Linked DNA regions of Capsicum annuum: region 1 is linked to region 2. The links are chromatin contacts, called in public Hi-C maps. All regions are on one chromosome and are shown on one strand. Each heading gives the region's core, a stretch centred on a gene start, on an enhancer-like site or on the middle of the called end of the contact. The rest is flanking DNA. Distances are from core to core; before and after follow the strand shown. Region 1 overlaps LOC107863466 (clathrin heavy chain 1). Region 2 holds the start of LOC107863491.

Evidence for each region. A called contact is a pair of places that touch in the nucleus more often than the background predicts.
Region 1: a Hi-C map of leaf shows a contact between it and region 2, with 2.5 times the contacts expected there. The contact joins the enhancer-like site here to the promoter of LOC107863491 in region 2. A contact is called at or near these places in 3 of 5 Hi-C or Micro-C datasets (bud, leaf and placenta).

What each region holds. Positions count from the first base shown.
Region 1 is chr3:150,634,054-150,636,783 of UCD10Xv1.1, forward strand. LOC107863466 (clathrin heavy chain 1) reads right to left here. Exons shown (of 30, transcript XM_016709399.2): 28 at 2,670-2,730; 29 at 1,850-1,960; 30 at 1,081-1,645. The coding sequence ends at 1,502. Among protein-coding and RNA genes, the nearest start is that of LOC107863466, 12 kb to the right of the region's middle. Within about 2 kb of position 1,423, at least 3 of the 5 cell types and tissues checked have an H3K27ac peak or open chromatin away from gene starts, as enhancers often do. A contact at or near this core is called in leaf, where this site is marked.
Region 2 is chr3:150,138,411-150,141,110 of UCD10Xv1.1, forward strand. LOC107863491 reads right to left here and starts at 1,252. Exons shown (of 2, transcript XM_016709423.2): 1 at 1,009-1,252. The coding sequence starts at 1,050.

The sequences.
Region 1 (2,730 bases), core at 173-2,672, 500 kb after region 2:
CTATTAAAGTTTGAGTTGATAATTACCATTTCAATAGACTAGAATGTTATAAATGAAACTTATGAGAACAGTTGTGTTGAAACTCAGATTTAAAGGTTGTGTAGTCATAGTTTCAAGTCCTAAATGAATTATGTTCTACCTAATTACATAATTGTTGATATGAATGGGATCAATCGTATAGGTTCTGATTAGACATTAGTTGATGACGCGGGATCATATGGTGGTTGAACTTGGAACACAAAGCGACCCCTCCCATTTTTGTTCCACCCCCACTTCGACCTTTTCCCTTTCATTTTTGTTTTTATCATTGTTTAATATAATTATATTCTATGGGCACTATGTCAAGACAGTTGCCAAGAAAGTATTATAATACTTCTCTTATAAAAGACATTTTTCAACTGTGATTTACAAATTGCATATTTCCAATTTTTCATAACTCAACTAACGATTTTGAAACTGCCAGAACACTAAATATTAAAAATGGAAGGATGTTAAAGTTAAAAGTTAAAAAATGAAAATATTCATAAAAGTTATCTGCATTTGTTTGGCACATGAAAACGTGTATATGAGTAAACACTCTAAGCCTTTTCCACTTCTCTTAATTAATTTGATTAACTTAATGTAGTAGTATTTGACTTCATGGAAACGTTTATACTGTTGTCATTCCAAACCAAGTTCATAGAATGGTATACGAATTATGTTTTTAACGTAATCTTACAACTATTTTGCTACTCAATCTTCATTGACGTTCTTAAATGGAAGATCAGACATACAATTTGCATTATTTGGTCTACTTACAGAAACTACACATTGCTGAAATTGTTGAGCCAAAAGGGCACGCGCTTGCATCAACGTTCTTAAATGGGTTAATTATTTTGCAAGAATCAAAATTTTGTAAAGTTGGGTACTCATCCATATGGGGTACAACGCACGCATGCTCAGAAGTCGAAAACTAATATCAACAAGAAGCAAAAACTTTAAGAAACTGCTAAAAGTATATGAAAAAATGGAACTGACTCAGCAAGACTAGGCTGTTCCTGGAACAATGAAAAATAGAAGAACAAAAAAAAAGTGCAGCTGTTGATAAGATAAAAAGATTTCCCTGAATAAAGCATTAAAATTAAATTTTATCAACAAGACGCCCGTCCTTGAAATACTTACAGAACTTTGGAAATTAATCCTTGACAGAAAATAGTACAAAATGCAATATAATGCATCTCTAAATAGTTCTAGATATTTGTAATATCCTCGATCCTCCATCTGCTACCTAGCTGCAAAAAACTGCCTCTTCTAAAAGAATATTACAAAGGAGATATCAGCACCTTATGACACACAACAGAATGGTTATTTTATCTAGCCTCCATTTCTGCCGATCAGCAATCAACTGCAGCCTGAAAGAATCACGGGAAACAGCCCCAACTCCAACAAAAACGACCAAATTGCATGCTTCACTCTTTTAGTGTTTGTTTGTTTACACCAGTAGCTGAAGTAAAACCTTGAATTAGTAGGGACCCATGGGTGGCATACCAAATGGAGGCATTCCCATTCCACCCATTGGAGGTGGCGAAGGTGGAGCAAAACCTCCTCCCATACCTGGCATTGGTGGAGCAGGCAAAGCCAGAGGTAGCAACTGCGCATACATGTTCTACAACCAAAAGTGAAGAGGTTTAGCGATGGCTTGTTTACACATCAAGCAATTACAGGAATGGCCATTTTACCACATAAAAATGCATGTCTTTAATGTCACACTTCAAAACATTACCAAAAGTTTTTGCAATGGTGGTTATGTTCCTAGCTATTAAGTAGACTGTAGACTACGAAATTACTTGCAATATATATTACAGAATACCTGTTGCTTCATAACGTCCTTCTCTTCATTCTCTTTGGCTTTTGCTTCACTTTGAGCCTCTATTTTATCTTTTATCAGCTCATCAACCTTGCCAGTATATTCTCGAATAAACTACAAGAGAGAGAGAGAGGAATCAGAAAATAGCTGCAGATTACACTAGATATCAACAAGCAACAGAGAATCAGAAAACTAAAGCAGACAACAAAATGATTACTGCATATGAGCAGAAGCTAGGAGGCAACAATGATGCTATGACATGCATGTTCAACAAACCCAGTGAATTCCCACCAAGTGGGGTCTGGGGAGGGTAAAATGTACGCAGTCCATACCGCTACTTCCGAAAAAGTAGAGAGGTTGTTTCCAATAGACCCCCGGCTCAAGATCAAGAATAGTTAACACGGTCATATGGGCATCTTTATATTTTTGAAAAATTGACCATAATCATAGTGAACTATAAACAGGAAATAACCAGAAATAGAATCCAGAAGAGATTCAATAAGAACATCATGTGAAACACACCCAAAGGAAACACAAAACCTTTTTTATTTTTTGGACAAGTAAACAGGTTTTTCCAGAGTAAATCAGATATACTTGCAGCCTTGCTCTGACAAGTACAAACAGGTTTTTCCAGAGCGAATCAGATATCCTTGCAGCCATGGCAAGGCTGAAAGGATGCACTAGCATACACATCCATCAGACAAGGCGTATTAAACGTGGGGCTAAATATCCACAAAGAAAATCAATGCAAAAGAATATTCTCCTTGAAAGAAGACAAGCATGTGAAAATATTGACACGGGGTTAGGGTGGAGAGTCAGTTACCTGTAACAGGTAAGGGAATGCAAAGTCGATCATATTATTCATCCACGCTAGCTCGAGGGTA
Region 2 (2,700 bases), core at 2-2,501:
TCACAAAAATTGGAATATGGCCCAAATACTAGAATTTTCTAGTATTTGGGAATTTCGATTATTTACCAAACAATGATAGATTGTATGACCAAACACTAAAACCTAATTGGGAAGTCTATGGTCAAATGGGTCCTATGTCTTAGTTATAGCAAACTCTAGAATTTCTTTCCTTCTTTATTCCTATTACTAGCTCGACCATATCCTCCATGCCATGTACTTATTAGAAGTTGTGACTACATCTATCGCTTGACGACTTCCTTCTTTATTGACTTCTTATACATAGATACAAACTTCTATGATCTGTAACTGCAAATATCACCTAGATAACAAGACTAGCCCATTACACAACCAAGCTAACCATAATTTCTATTTAAGAAGTATAGAATCATAGGTACGGCTACATACAATATACCCTCCTTGTGATCCGGCCCTTCCCTGAATCCTGTCATAACAGGAGCTTAGTGCACTGAGCTGCCCTTTTTCCTATCGAAACATGACAATATCTGATTGATCCTAATCTATTATTTACACGTTAAGGAAAATAAATTCTTGCTTCCACTCCCTCCATGCTATCTAATCACAAGATTAATTTACTATCAAATAACCACAATTAACACTAAAGGGTCGTTTAGTGTGAGGTATAAGAGATAAATAGTCCCACGATAAAATGAGGACTATTTTATCCCATTTTAGTGGGAGGCACTAGTTAGTACCGCAATTATTTATCCCAACATTTACACAATAGTGATGAGATAAGTTATCTCCATAGTATGGGATAAGTTATTCCATATAAATGGTGGACTAACTAGGGATTAATTGTTCCTGGATAACTCTTTCCCAACCAAACGACCAGCAAGTGTCTATCAAACCCAAAAATAGCCAAGCAAGTAATATTCCATTTAAAGCAATGAATTTAGAAGGTGATCATGAAAGAGAATCGTTAGAAGTATGAACAGATAAATTTTCAGCGAAAAAAGAAAGAGAACTGGAAGGAGATGCAATACATACAATTGAGGGAAAGCCCAGGAGAGAATTCAAAGAAGCAGCCATGGACTTCCTCTTTATTGCGTGTGGATGCTCAAATATAGTTTTACAGCCCAACCATGAAATCTTGCAATGTAAACTTTGTTTAAACTGAAGCGCAGGAGATATGAAGAATAAAATTGAGAGCAGTTTTCTGCTTTGCCTTCAGTTTCCAAAATGAACGGTGCTGATAGAGAGCCGTAATTATCCTCCAATAAAAGTTGTTTACACTTTTAGTCAAAATTAATATGTTTGGCTATAAAAATTTTAATTTTAATTTTAAATTATTTTTGAAAAAATAAAAATAAATTTTACTTATTTTTATTTTTTTTAATTTCAATTTCAACTTCATTTATTATAAATAATTTTATTTTTATTTAAAAAATACTCTATTAATTTTATCAACAACTGGAGTTAAATGTCTAATCACCACATTGCTCACTTCTTATTTTCATAGATAAAAAACCTTAAAATTGAAGACAACTTTATTTTTTTCCTTTTCCTCAAAATTTCCTCATAATACAATGGAAACTTAATCCGCTCATTCTTGTGACTCTTTATACAACACCAACAACAAAGGCAACATTATTATCTTCTGTCACATTATTGTATCTTGTAGGTAAATTAGTTAAGTTGGGTGATTTTGATAGTTTTTAAAAATTAAGGTATAAAATTATATTTTAAAAAGTCTTTTCAAAGGTCTAAAAAATATTACCAAAAAGACCTAGTCAAAACGACTCCAACTCCAACTTCAACTCCAATTCTAACTTCAACTTCAAAATTTTTTAGTTTTCATGGCCAAACGACTACTTAGAATGTTGAAAAAATTGAACAAAAAGAGTCTTTTAAGTTTCTTTTTGAGTATTGGTGATACTGACCAAAGGGTAGGGTCAAAATCCCCCTTAAAAACTTAATCAAGATATTTGGGACCAAATCAATATTTTCAAAATTTATTAATTTTTTAAAATTACAAATCAACCCCAATTCTAATTAATGTGTAATAAAAATATATGACAATTATGTCCCATCAGTTTTCCAAAAATATCTCTGAGAACGTTTCCTCTTCTCTTCTCTCAATAACTCAACTTTTTGTTCCAACAAATTGCCCGAAACCCATCACGATGGATCGATTTTATTTCCATTTCTGACCATATAAGTTGTTATTTTCGACTTCCTTCTTTCTTGTAGCTGTTTCTTCCTCGTAGCTGTCATTTTCTCTCTCAATGCAAGTAAGAGTTCTATATTTGTTATTTTATTTTTTTTGAAAATTAGGGGTTTTTATTTAATGAAGAAAAATAAGAACTTTAATTGCATTATCGTGAAGTATGGGTAAATAATTTTGACTTTTGATGCTAAAAAAAGTAGGAAGAACCTAAGAAACCGTAGTTTGCGGTAGTTATTCTCTTAATATGGTGGTTGATGGAAATGAGGTATTTTTTTGAGTGAAATATCAATTCTTATTATTGATGTTATTCTTGTTCTCGAACATTATTGTAAAATAGCACAAACTTGAACTTTGACCTTTTTCAGAGATATTTGTTGTGACAATTTTGTCATCTTGTTTCTGTTGTTGTATTGAATCACTTCACTTGGTACTTGTTGGTGTTGTTGGTGAATGTTGGTGTTGTTGGTTGGTATTATTGGTGTTGTTTATTTGTTTTTTTTGTTGGCTTTGTT